2 separate regions of the Rattus norvegicus genome follow, and region 2 is linked to region 1. Evidence: chromatin contacts called from public Hi-C data. All regions are on one chromosome and are shown on one strand. Each heading gives the region's core, a stretch centred on a gene start, on an enhancer-like site or on the middle of the called end of the contact. The rest is flanking DNA. Distances are from core to core; before and after follow the strand shown.

Region 1 (7,173 bases), core at 1,489-3,988:
TTTAAGTCACCTATCATAGTAGCCAGGTAGATTCAGTATTTATTAGTCTGTAGTGGCAAGAAATACATAGTAAGGGTAATATCGTGTGTATGTGTTTGTGTTTGTGTTTGTGTATTTGTCAGGTAGTCACAAAAACTTAAAACAGGGTGGGGTGGCACATGCAATCCCAGAACTTGGGAGGGAGAATCAGGGATAATGCCAATAAAATATAGTATTTAGGAGGATAAGGGAGAAAGATTGAGAGTGTAAGGCTATCCTGGGCTACAGCTACATAATGAGACCTTGTCCAAAAAAAAAAGAACAAGAGGGAGGGGTGGAAAGGGAGAAAGTAAGTCTGGTAACCCTATAAAACGTTAGATGTAAAGTTCCAGTATCATCTAGCATTCTAGGTTTGTAACCAAAAGAAGTAAACATGTTACACAAGAATGTGTATATAAATGCTTATACCAGTAATATATACCTGATAAAAAGGGTTAACCACAGTTCCATAGAGATGAACACATATAAACACAATGTGGTATAACTATAGGCAAGCACATTATTCAGACCTAAGAAACATTCTTGTTACAGTATGGATGAACCTTCAAGTCAGGTAGCCACAACATATCATAAAATGTACATTCTATTTACATGAAGCATTCAGAATAGGCAATCAAAACATTGTTTTGAGCTGGAGTAGCTGAGAAAGAATGACTTATATCAGGGGTTCTTTAAAGAGCAGTAAATATTTGGAGATTTGACTTAGGTGTTGATTGTGCAACTATTTAAACACATTAAAAACGACTTTATGGACTGGAGAGATGGGTCAGCAGTTAAGAGCACTGTGCTCTTCCAAAGGCCCTGAGTTCAATTCCCAGCAACCACATGGTGGCTCACAACCATGTGTAATGGAATCAGATGCCCTCTTCTGGAGTGTCTGAAGACAGTGACAGTGCACTCATACATACAATAAATAAATCTTTAAAAAAAAAACCCAAACACTTTATCTGGGTGAATTGTATAGCATGTAAATCACATTTCAAGGAACCTGTTAGAAATAGGAAGCAAAAGAATTAGATTGGTTGGCTACCTGATATTTTTCTGAAATTTCTAACTTTGCAGTATTTATCAGTTTTATATTTCCTAACTTGTGATTTTCCCATTCTAAATATTTTTATTAGTAAAAATAAATCAGCATTGTTCAACATACAAATTTAATGACAACTATGAATTATACATTTAAAAAGTTGGCTTCTGTTACATATAAATTACTCCAATAAAAATATTAAATTTGGGAGCTGAAGAAATGGTTCAGTGGTTCAGTTCTAAGCACCCACATAGCAGCTCACAATTGGCTGTAACTCCACTTCCAGGGGATGGGCCACTGTCCTCTGGCCTCCTTGGACACCAGGCACACACATGGATGCACACACACACATCCGGACAAAACACCCCTATACATAAAATAAATCCAAAAAAATTATTTTAAAAATTTCTTTCACTATAAAAAATGATCACAAAGCTTCATTAACCGTCAAACGAGCTCTGGGAACACACACCCTGGAACATACAGTTCTAACTACTGCAATAAGCTAAAACAGTGCAAACTACATTAAAAGACTGAATGGCATTGGGAAAAGTAAACAAAAGTTGCCATCTCTAGCCCGCAAATGCTCAAGTTCAGAAACGGACCACAGCAGTCTGAAGATCAGTTACAAGAACACATGGGGATAAGAAGCTAAACTCTAAGCTTAGAACGCCTTGTGTTTTAAAAAATAATTCCCTATGTTTAAAAAAAAAGTCACAATGGAAAGAAACTGTGTGTTTAATACATCGAACCTTGGAAGTAGCTGTGTCTATGACAACGAAGCCTTCTTTTCCCTTTTAAAATAATACGTGATGGTGTCAGTCCACAGCCTACCCGATTCCTCACTGCCATCACCACCAGGAGGTGGAGGGAAAGAATACTGAAGACTAGAGGATGACAGCTTTGAATAACCCTTTGGGCTTTCTATGTAAGAATGCAAACTGGTGATCTCTTCTCCGAGAGGAGTAAAAAGATCTGTGGACAGGCTCAAATAAGGGGTTGGGGATAGGCGATCCTTTGACTGGAAAAGGGCACATCGTGAGCTACATCTTGAATCAGCTAGGACCAGAGTGAAACCCAGGCCGCTGGAAGGCACTGCTAGCATCACCAGGACCCCCGCGAGAGGCGGGGGTGCTTTTTTTTTTTCTTTCCAGCGGAGAAGTTGACTCCTGTAGTTTGGACGTTGGAGTAAAACCAGAGTCGGGGTGATTAGAAAAACCTCCTGAACGTGGAAGCGTCTTAGGCCCTGAGAAGTTACGAGGTCGCCGCTCGCTCCCCCATCGCCCTCCGCCCGCGACGCTTGGCGTCGGGGCCGGAGCAGAGCCGGAGCTTCCGCCGCTGCTGGGCCTCCGCCGCAGCCGATATTCCGGCCGCCCGCACTCGTGTCTGGCCGGCTCGGCAGAACAGGCCTAGGCCGCACCCGGCGGGCCCGGGCGCTGTCGCCGGCGGAGGCGGAGCAGGCCCGGCACAAACTTCCCGGCGCGGCGCCCGCGTCACGGCCGCTCGCCCGCCCGCCCAGCGCCATGCCGGCCGCCGCGCCCGCCCGACTCCGTACGAACCCCGCGTCCCGCCGGGGCCGGAGGCCGCAGACCCCACTGTACCTCCAAGTCGCGGCCTTTGTTCTTAAAATTCTTGAGCCGTTGGTTGTCCAATTTCTCGTTGTCCGCCATGGCCGGGCCGGCGACTCTCCCCCCCCGCCCGGGCCCCGCGGGATCCGCCCCAACCACCGCGCCGCACCGACGCTCCCAGGAAGCCGGCCGCCGCCTGCGCCGCCCGCCCGTCCGCTCCCTTCCTCTCGCCCGGCCTCCCCGGCCTCCGCTCCTTGGCTGCCCTCGCCTGCCCTGAGCCCGGGTACCACAGCAGCTCTGGCGAAGACGACTGCGGGGCCGGCGGCGGCAACGGCGGCGGAATGTGCTGCCGGCTGAGAGGGGGAGGCAGCCTCGATCTGAGGGCCCGGCTTTGCGGCCACGCCCATCGTCGCCAACCCGGTCCGCCTATTGGCCGGCCGGGCTCCGGCGTGCTTGGCCAATCAAAAGGGGCGATGGAGAGCGGGGGCGGAAGAGCGAAAGGAAAGGGGAAGGGAGAGTCTGGGGCAGGAAAGGGCCGGGGCGCAGAGGCTTGGGAGGGGAGGGGCCGCGCGCCAAGGGAGAAACCGGAGGCAGCCAAAGAGAAGCAGACCCGGGAGAGGGTGGTCCTGGGGAGGGTATAGTGGTCCTGGTTATGGTGGTACGATTGTCCGGGTAGCCTTGGGTACTGGGGTTCTGAACTTCGTTCTTTTCTCCTCCGGTGTTACTTGAGCGCTTCATTCACTTTGGAAGGCAAAGAGGTGTGTCTAAGCTCCATTCCGAGTCCTAAACCCTGAGTCCTGTCCAGGGAACTGCGAACCATCCTAGGGCTAGGCATCGGGACTAGGACTGGCTAGGGCGATGTGCATTCAGAAAACTGAAGGGAAAACTAGAGGGACCGGGTAGGAAAAGGAAAGGGGCCTCTGACCAAGTTCCTGCAACAGGTAGAAACTAATTGCCTTTTTGGCCAGTTTCTCTTGGAAAATTAAACTGCTTGATCACAAAGTATTAATTTATAGAGAATGACGACTATGATCCTTGACATAGCAAATGCAACATTGTGACTCTTGATAAAGGAAGTTAATCCCAAAGATACCTCTTAACCAGGAACATTGTAACCAAAGGCGGAAGTAAAACAGATACAAAAAAGCCTCTCAAATTTTTCAGAAGAGCTCCGGACTGGTGACGCGGTTTGTAATCTTAGCTACTGGGCGTGAGGAGGAGCAGTTAAAGAAGTATCCCAAGAGCAAGGCCAGCCAGACCAAGAGTCCAAAGCCACTCTGAGCAGTTTAGTGATACTCCCCCTCTCCTCTCCCGCATTCATGTCAAGATAAAAAATAGAGCTACAACTCATTAGAAGGGGCTAATTATGCTGGAGGCTCGAGGTTCAGAAAAGAGTGAGGAAATGCTTTCAAAATTATATTTAAGCTGAGCATGGTGGTCCATACTTTAAACCTAGCAAAGGCAGGTGAATATGAGTTTGAGGCCAACCTGAGCTACATCATAATACTCTGTCTAAAAACAAACAAACAAACAAACAAACAAACAAACGAATTTGTGTTCATTTACCAAATATTAGTTCCTCAAATGTGTGTGATTTTCTGAAGCAGTGGCAATTCGGAGTCAGAAGGAACGAGGAAGCTAAATGTGTTTGAACTTTGCAAAAGACCCTATTACAAAACCCCTTGGGAACTTTTGGCTTCTGGTTCTTTCTGGCATATTTTGTTTGGGCAGAAATGAACGTTTAGGGTGCAAATATTTCATAAACACGTTTAAAGTCAAAGGAGGGTGTTTTTTTAAAAGTATAATACAAAGACAATGGATTAGACAGGATAAAGTTCTTTCGGGAATGAGGGATAAAGAGAACCACAGGATAGGAGTCTCTTGAAGATTAGTTATAATGGGAGGAATGGTGGAAACTAAACCCTTTAGATACAGAGTAATGCCTTTCAAATAGTCTTTGGTATTTTGCATACTTTCTGCTGGCCTTGGCAAACAAACTCTTTGGAAGTAATTCACACCAAAGGTTAATTTGAATGTAAGTTGAATTCAGAACTTAAAATTCAGACGAAGTTCATTTTGTGTGGGTGGTATGTAGACATATTTCGGTATACACATCTTTGTGCAAATGAGGACAGAGAAAGAGGTCCCACATTGGGCTGGAGAGGTGGCTCAGTGGTTAAGAGCACTGACTGCTCTTCTATAGGTCCTGAGTTCAAATCCCAGCAACCACCTGGTGACTCACAACCAATGAGTAATGAGAGCTAATGCTCTCTTCTGGAGTGTCTGAAGACAGCTACTGTGTACTATATATAATAAATAAATCTTTAAAAAAAATGAGGTCTCACATCGTTACTACTCTCCACCCTATGGCCCTGAGACAAGGTTTCTCACTGAACCAGAAGCTCATCATCTAAGATGAACTGCCTTGTCCACTTGCCTCCACCTCCCAGTGCTGGCCTCCCAGTGCTGGGATCAAGCATAGACGCCTGCACTGGCTTTGCTGTGGAACTAACTCAGGTCCCATACTTGGGGACTCTCTCCCTCATATATTTTTATACTCCAAAGATTGATTTAGTTGAAATAATACTGGATTTACATGCTGGGCACTAGTATATTTTAAAATATAACTAAACCAGTTAATAGTTGTGTATGCTATAGTCCCCAGATGTAGGAGACTTGGACAGTAAGCTCCAGAATTCTGAAGCCAGTCTGCAGACACTTGAGAGATCCTGTGTCTGAAAGAAAACACATGAGATCTAAGTGTGGTAAACCATACCTGTGATGTCAGCACTTGGAAATATATGAGTCTGAGCTCTCTGTGAGACTAGGTTACAGAGCAAGAGCCTGTTTCAAAAATAAAATGAAAGAAGGGAAGGGTGGGTTTAGGATAAGAAAATTTTGGTGTAAAGAGGAGAGAGGGGGGGTGGGTTGTCCTAAGGGTTTGTGATTATTTGAGCAAAACAAGAATGGCACATAGTATTATTAAGTAAAGGGAAGAATCCATTGCTAGATCTTACTAAATTATAGTTTATATTCGTTACAGTTGCGCTGGTTTTTTGAAGAGAGAAAAACACCAAATCATAGTCAGCCACTATAGTTTGTGTGTACTATGTCAGTGATCATGTAATGAACCATGGTTCCCTCTCTCAGAGGAATTTTCCTAAGAAAAGATGAAGAGAGTTCTTGGGAGACCCTTTGTACTTCACAAGAGAGAGTTGTTATAAAAAGGACAAGCCCGACTAGACAATTTTGTTTCATTTACTGTCTAACCGTAAGATCTTCCTCTCACACCTCCATCGCTCCATCACTGATTCCATCGGTCATAGTGGGAGGAAAGTTTACCAGAATCAGTATAGTGCATTTGAATGGCTCCAAAACCATGAGACCTCTTTCCTTTAGGAAGAAGCCAGGCTAAAATATTTTGTTACAGTAGCAGAAAATGGGATAATATAGTGGCATCTTGTATTTTCTCTGGGGGGGGGGTAGGGGAGTGTGTTGACTGGGCCTAGGGGACTTCATGTCATTTTATTCCTAGAAGCTTCTGACTTATGACTTGGGGGGTCTGAAGAAAATGGCTGTTTATTTTGAAATTGATATTAATTCAATTGAGGGAGGAGAAACTGCCAGGATTTTGTTTGTTGGCCTAGCAATGCATGCAGTCCAGACTGGCCTCAGTCTTTTTATGGAGACAAAGCTGGACTTGAATTCTGGATTCTCCTACTTCTGCCTTTCCAGGGCTGCCATTGCTTGTATAAGCCTCCACACCAGGATAGCTTATTACTCAAAATTAGTTTTGACTATTTAATCAAAGAAAAAATTGAATTGGATTTAGGCTTAACCCTCCTCCTAATGCCTCCCACTTCAGACAAGCTCCCTGCCCTGATTTTTGAAACTTTTTAAAATTTTAAATAATTACAAATTCATAAGAATTACAACAAAAAGGTACTAGGTGATTTGCTTCTTTTTATTCCACACTTCCAATGGCAGTGCCTTATATAACTGTCTATCAAAATAAGGCATGTAGGACTGGAGAGATGGCTCAGTAGATAAGAGGAACACTTGCTGCTCTTGGAGAGGACTGGAGTTCAGTTCCCGGCATTCAGGTTGGATGGTTCACTATTATCTTTAACTCCAGCTCCAGGAGGTCTAACATGCCCTCTGACCTCCAAGGGCACTGCATGCATGTGGTACACACACACACACACACACACACACACACACACACACACACAGGCAAACAGTCATACATATTCAATAAAAATTAATAAGTCTCTTCTTGAAATTGATTTTGATATAATCCAAAGAGGCTATTTAGAAGCCTGAAAAGACAGTAGGTTGCAAAGCTTTCTATAACCACAATAATGATGTTACTAGATACTGAGCTATTGCAATCTAGGTCTGGGTATTTTGTTTATGTGAGATATTTTAATTATTTGTGTGCTTACTCTTATAGCACTAATCCAACATTATGTGACAGCCATTTTTTTATGGACAGGTTCTTACTATGTAACTAAAGTTTCCTATAATTTGTAATCCTGT
Region 2 (7,173 bases), core at 1,994-4,493, 53 kb after region 1:
ACTGTATTTACCAATGGTACAATGAATGACGTTTTCCCCTGAGTAGAGTTCTCCAAACAGAAGTGTTCAGGCTGCTGTGGGGAGTTGAGTGTCTCTGGCTCCTGCCTCACAGCTGCTGACAGAACCACAATTTTTTTTTTTTTGTTCTTTTTTTTTCGGAGCTGGGGACCGAACCCAGGGCCTTGCGCTTCCTAGGTAAGCGCTCTACCACTGAGCTAAATCCCCAGCCCAGAACCACAATTTCTGGCTCAGGCTCCTAAGAAGGTTTGCTTATGGGTTATTGATGAGGTCCGAGTTCAGTCAGTACCAGGGTGCTGGAAGAACGGTGTTCAAAAGAATAAAGGGAATTAGAGATTACAGATAAATTGAAAAACAAGGAGAAAGCAAACGAAGCTTCATGATGTATGCTTCAATCTTCTAACTTTGCAAGAAGATGGCCTTGCCTTGAATTCTATTATCTTTGAAAGAGAGTGAGATAGAGATGTCAGCCTCAATCCCACCAACAGATATGTACATACATGTTAGAGCAGGCTGGGATTCAGATTATCAATGCAGAGGCTGGACATTAGAAAACTTCCCTGGACTGGCTGGCATCACGGAGAGGTTAATCAAAGCTCCTTTCCTTAGTCCGACATCTTTCCATCTAGTACCATTTAATTATTGCCAGTGACTTGGATGAAACAAACCTGGGCTCCATAAACATTCTGCTTTAGACAATGATATTTCTTTGTTGCTAGATGCAATAGGTTTGGTTCAAGTCTGTGATAATCTTTAGTGCACTGTAAAACCTTCAAACAAAAGAAAATGAGGTATTCATCATCCAAAAACCCTTCAGGACTTTGATCTGTGCTACTGAAGACAGGGGAGGCTGAGCCTACTTAGTTCTACCTACAGCCAAACCTTCACGGCTGAGACCAGGCAGAACAAGAAACCAAGATGGATAACACTTGGATCGACGTCAGCTTCTTTGAATTTCCAACCCCCAAGCACACAGGAATGAGATTTTTGGACTTTGATTCTGTTGACCTCTGAAATGTTTGGATCAATTTGAATACAGCTTTAATTTTTAACTTTAATTTCCTCCCAGGAAAACCCATTTAAGAAGGCAGCTAGCACTTCAATCTGGAGCTTTGTCTGTTGCTGGCATTTTTATGATTAGCGTATTTTTATTATTTCCATCTCAGTGCCAGTGTTTGATGAGCTACGCTGGATAATGAGGGAGGAGAGCGGGCCAGGGAAACAGCAGAAGTTCTAGTTTGGGACAAAGGTTTTAGAATTAATTTAATTAACACATTACTCTGACCCATTTTAGGGCCTTCTCCTTAATAAATGCTAGCCAGCAGTTTCCCAGAAGAGTCAGGCCTGGCTTCAAGGGAGAAGTTGTGTGAAGGTGGGATAAAGATTGTTGGGGGGGGAGTTTTAATCACGTCCCCTGAAGAGAAAAGCCATACCACTAGTTAATGGTCAGAGCTAATGGAGTACAAGAACGGATTGGACAAAGTCTTGACATCTTTTTCTTCACAGTCCCCTTTCAGAACGTGTCAGACAGATGGCAGAGAAGGCAGTACTGGGGAATGTCATCACGCTGCTCCCGCTCACCCTTCAGGTCTACCCACACACCACTACATGTCAAGAATATGTATTTGGCCCTATTCCTATGTTGTGAAGTATCGAAGGATACCGTTTGGCTCTGCTCAACACGGATGTCCACGGTGGTCCACGCTGTCGGGACCGAACAGAAGCCTGAAATATGTTGTTGCCTTCTTACCTTCAGGTAGAAGAATGGGGTGTGGATACCAGCTCTATTGTCAGGTAATGTGTTGTAACAGTAATATTTTATTCCTATTTATCTTTTTGTTTGTTTTCAGCTGGTTTTTAACTTGGAGTGGAGTCATAAGGATTGTTGATTGGGCTTTCTAACTCTACTGTTTCTTCTTCATCGTCGTTGTCATCATCGTTGTCATCTCATGTAGGTCAGGCTGACCAAGAACTGCCTGTTTAGACAAGGCTAGCTTTGAACTCTTGATCCTCCCACATGTATGTGCTGAGATCACAAGCCTGGCTCCTCTCTTAGCTCTTGTAAGTGGAGCTGACAGGACTCCCTGCTTAAGTAGAGTGTGAAATTTGAAGGGAAAATGGCAAAGTAAAAGAGACTCCAAGCTTTGTCTTGAGTGAGTAGGAAAAGTGCTGCTGCTATCAGTCAGTGAGGCAGGAGCCCTGATTCTGAGGGGAGAGGTGCACCCTAGGTGAGAATGGCTGCCTTGGAGGAGCCTGTGCTCTGGAGAAGTTTGACTGTGGGTGGGATGGCCAGAGAGAGTCAGGCAGTGTCCACTGATAAGATGGATGTGAATAGAGTGCTATGCATAGGGAGGGGGTTGGCCACCAGGAGGTAGATTACTAAAAGTCCATGACCAGACGGATATGCTTAGGATGATATAGACGGTGAGTCAGAGGAGGTGTATGGTTTCCAGTGTATGGACTCGCCCATAGAAAGACCAATTCCATAAAAGTGCTCATTTTTCTAGATCCTGCCATCTTCAGTAAGACAGCTCTATCCTCAATGCAGGCATGCAGGTTTTCGGAAAGAGAAATGAAAAGACGAGTGTAGCGAGAGCCCAGGTCTCCTGATTGTGAGACAGCAGAGCAGGAGTTTGGGTTGAGGTGGCCTTGATTTTAGGCAGGAGAAGCTGAATGAGAGGTTGACAAACTTTTCCTATGAGGAACCAGCCCACAGGTCACTATCGCAACAATGTAACTTAGCTTTGAACAGTTGCGCTCTGGGAAAACTTATGAAACAGGCAAAGGGCTGGATTTGGATCATAGGCCATAGCCATTGCGCCGACCTGTGGCAACTGTGTGTAGGTGACGCTGTCTTTTTTCAACCCTCCATGGAGTGCAATGGCTAGTTCTAAGGCTACTTAACAAAGCAGGCTAGGGTTGAGGGAAAGTGCTGTTAGCTGGTGTACAGGTCAGAGGGGCAGGAAGAATATGATTTACATGTAACAACCCATTGAGACCTGTCAGTAGAGATGAGCTCTCTGGGGCAAGGCGTCTGGAGTTTTCAGTGCTGTAGCCAAAGCAGAGGAGGACATAAAAGAAAAAGAAAAGAAAATTGTCTAGGCCATGTCTTCTTGCTACATTAGCATTGAAGGTCCACGAAGGGAAAACTACTGTCAAAAGAATAGAGTCTGTCTCTGGAGAAAGATAAACCACTCCCACCCCGAAAGAGTTAGTCCAGTTGGATCAGTCAATCATCAGGCCAAGGGTCACCCTCAGGAAGGCAGGCTCACCTTAAGCAATACTAAAAGCAATATTAAATAGAAAATGGTATTAAATAAAAAAGATAGGAGAGATAATTATCCCTTTAATGAGATAGCATTCTTTTCTTTCCCAGAATTCCTCTCTGCTCTAGCATGTAGCATGGTCCTTACAAGCCACCATGAGATTCTATTGAGTCTGCCTGATGTTCAGAGTCCTGCCTCAGAAAAGGTGTACTTTTTCCTTTTTCTTCTCTTCTGTCTTTAGTTGGGTGCTGGCCAGAGCATAAGCTTTCTTCTTCTCCTGGTGCTTCAGGCTTTATTCTGTCTTTCTGAAAGTTCTCTCCCTGCCCTGTGGCCTGGGTCTTGTCAGAAGCTGTGTGCACTATGTGGTTGATATCCAGGCCTAACACAAACTGATATTATGACTCTTTCTCTCTTAGGCTCCAATCTATGACTCTATAATAAAATCTCTAAAACACACTCTCTGTTCCACAAACTTTGCTTTTGGAATCTGTGAGACAAGCCACTGGCTTGGGTCATCTTTGGTGGCCACTGAGTTTCTGGGACCCTAGATGTTCAAGAAAGGCACCTGGACAATCCTATATCACGTCTGGCCAGGTACCTACCTTCACGATACAGACTTCCCATCTCCTCTTATTCAACAATAGGAGTAAGATTGAAGAAAGAGAACTTGTAATAGGGGCCGGTGGATTGCTAGTGCTCTGGACAGGGAAGCTGGACACAATAGATTGGAGGTGGAGTAACTGATTACTCAGGCAGACTAGGATAGAAGTAAAAGGTGGGACAAGAGGAAAGAGCTAGAGAATAGCCTACTGCTGAGGGGATGCCTAGGGGACTCCCTCAGTTCTCCTCAATGTGGCCTCCGCTCATAAATCCCTCAGAAATGGGGCAGTTTGATGGACAAGTCAATAGTGCATTTCTATCTGTTGTTGGGTCCACAGAGTTTGTAGTCTGTCTCTGGGAATAGTTTATTAAGAGTTTCTTAATGAGCCCAGAGAGACTCTGAGGTTAAGAGCACTTACCGCTTTCCTGAAGGGTTAGTTCTCAGCATCCATATGGTGGCTCATAGCCATCTGTTACTCTACTTCCAGGGATCGTAAACTCTCATTCGGCCTCCGTGGACACTAGGCACAGAGATGGTTCACACATACACCCAGGCAAACATGTGATATTTATCTTCCAAGTATAAAACCACAACATCAGGAAGGGCCATACGGCAGCTTTTGACCAGCCTTTCCCCTTTAGAAAGGTTCACCTTTCTTAATAATATGCCTGACAGATGGGGTTGGGGATTTAGCTCAGTGGTAGAGCACTTGCCTAGGAAGCGCAAGGCCCTGGGTTCGGTCCCCAGCTCCGAAATAAAAAAAAAAAAAAAAAGAAAAAAGAAAAAAAATATGCCTGACAGATGAGAATTCTTTCAATAATCAAATTAACTAATTTTTCTTTTCTTTCTTTTGGTTTTTCGAGACAGGGCTTCTCTGTGTTGGCCTGTCTGTCCTAGAATTCACTCTGTAGACCAGCCTGGCCTTGAATTCAGAGATCCACCCAAAGTGGATCCCAAGTGCTGGAATTGTAGGCGTGCACCTCCACTTCCAGACTCCAATTTCAGTATTTTTCATTCTGGAAGCTTACAAGAACTTTATATGCAGAAGGACTCTCTCCTACTTTACTCCTATTCTCTCATATTGAACTGTCCGTGCTATAGAGCAAACAAACCCAGCTGTTCTAAGAACTCCTTACAGCTATTTTGGTTTGCATGCAAATTTCCCACATAGACTCCTGTGTTTGAAAACTCAGTCGCCAGCAGGTGGTGCTGTTTTAGAAGCCTGGCGACTTTTAAGAGGTGGAGCCTCTCTAGTGGAAGAGGGCCACTGAGGACAGATCTTCAGATTTCATAGCCTGACTCTGCTTCCCTTCTGCTGCCTCCTGGATGCAGGCTCAACTTGACCAGCTACCTAAAACTCGAAATTCTATGCCTTCCCCATCATTGTGGGCTCTGTCCTTTCTTAAACTGTGACCCAAAGCAAACCCTCTTTTGCATAAGATGCTTTTGTCAGGTGTTTTGTAATAGCAATGCAAACACTGACACACAGTTTAGGCACCATTGTTGTCTCTGTGTCTTGGTGAGCAACATCAATCCCAGTAAAGGGCCATCTTTGGTGCAGCATGAAAGCCATCACACCCCGATGCTGACCCGGAGGCAGCAGAATGAACATCTGAAAACATTCATGCTCTTTCAGGAGGTTTCTGGTCATTTACCAGGGCATTTGAACATCGAGGTTATGCTAATCACAGAACTGTGAGGATGGTTCTCTCCACCATTGTTGGCTTAGTCATGGGGATCATTCTCTGCAGACAGTGTAGTGTGGATTATAATGAGCAAATGCAAAATAACCTTGTCAACAGGCATTGCAAGTGAAAGAATTTTACACACTATAAAAGAAGGAGCAGAAAAAAAAAAAAAAACCCTTAATGTTGTCCAGGCCAAAGCAGGCACTTTAGGAGGAAAGGGGCCGTAAAAGCAAGCAGATACTGAAGCGTATGTTCAAATGTTACATTCGTATCTCCTGTAGTTTTATCAGAAACAATTTTGATAAATTCTATGTTTAAAATATATTTCTTTATTTGTGGGTAGCATGGGGAGGCAGGGTGGGTGCTGTTTTGTACCTGTGGAAATCAAAGGACAAGTGACACTGAGAGGTTGAACTCTGGAGAGGTTCTTGGGTGCTCATCCACTGAGCTGTCTCTCCGGCCCCAATTTCAACAAATTCTGCTATCAAAGTTTTCATACTTTTCTTTGCAGACAAACAACTCCACAATATTTTTTATTTATAATTTTTTGGAAATAAAAGTTTTTATATTGCATTTTTGTTGAGGAGTTACTTTATAGCAAATAACATGTGGCATCATGAATTGTTTTTTAAGTGGGAGAACTAAAATGCATGACTTATTTTTTTTGCTTTGCTTTGAGAAATTTCGTGTGGCCTTCAACTTGCTTTTTAACTAAGGATGACCTTAAATTACTGACCCTCCTACCCCTACCTCCCCACAGTCGGGATTGCAGTCTGGACCACTTGCCTGTGACTTCTGTTGTTTAAAAATTTATTTTGTTTTTAAGTGTGTGTGTGTGTGTGTGTGTGTGTGTGTGTGTATGCACACATGTGCATACATGTGCACATATGTATGTATGTACATGTGAATGCAGGTGCTCTCAGAGTCAGAAGAGGGAGTCTGATCCTCTGGAGTTGGTACTCCACATTATTGTACAATATGGGTGCTGGAATCTGAACTCAGGCCCTCTGCCCACAGTGGGCAGGTCTTTCCATCTCACTTAACTTAATGCAGATAATTCTTTACAGGCATCTGAACATCTGTCTCCTAGACCCCAGAAAGTTGATGATTAAAGTTAAACAGCTTGCATCCTAGCACAGCTACTATTCTTATTTGTGTATGTTTTCTGTTTTCTAAGATAATATTTTTGTTAATTCTTAGAGGATTTAAGTATAATGCACTTTGACCATTTGTGTATTTTCTTTTTGTCCCATTATCTGTGCAAAATTTTTACATAAAATTATATTAAAAGACATTTCCTAGTAAGTTATTAGAATATAACCATTTTCTCATGTTGTTGCAATTGAATTTCAGTATCTGGGCAGTGTTGTAACAGTTGGAATAGTTACTATGTAAGTGTTGTGACAGTTGGAATAGTTACTATGTAAGTGTTGTGACAGTTGGAATAGTTACTATGTAAGTGTTGTGACAGTTGGAATAGTTACTATGTAACAGTTGGAATAGTTACTATGTAAGTGTTGTGACAGTTGGAATAGTTACTATGTAAGTATTGTAACAGTTGGAATAGTTACTATGTAAGTGTTGTGACAGTTGGAATAGT

Evidence for each region. A called contact is a pair of places that touch in the nucleus more often than the background predicts.
Region 2: a Hi-C map of liver shows a contact between it and region 1, with 3 times the contacts expected there. The contact joins the enhancer-like site here to the promoter of Kpna4 in region 1. A contact is called at or near these places in 5 of 12 Hi-C or Micro-C datasets (the A7r5 cell line, kidney and liver).

The regions. Positions count from the first base shown.
Region 1 is chr2:155,688,013-155,695,185 of GRCr8, forward strand. It overlaps Kpna4 (karyopherin subunit alpha 4), which reads right to left and starts at 2,739. Exons shown (of 17, transcript NM_001014793.1): 1 at 2,668-2,739. The coding sequence starts at 2,736.
Region 2 is chr2:155,740,733-155,747,905 of GRCr8, forward strand. LOC120100841 (guanine nucleotide exchange factor MSS4-like) reads left to right here. Exons shown (of 4, transcript XM_039103707.2): 2 at 1,525-1,812. It overlaps Tox3l1 (TOX high mobility group box family member 3 like 1), which reads left to right. Exons shown (of 3, transcript NR_131117.1): 3 at 1,525-2,003. Among named protein-coding and RNA genes, the nearest start is that of Tox3l1, 34 kb to the left of the region's middle. Within about 2 kb of position 3,244, at least 2 of the 93 cell types and tissues checked have an H3K27ac peak or open chromatin away from gene starts, as enhancers often do. A contact at or near this core is called in liver, where this site is marked.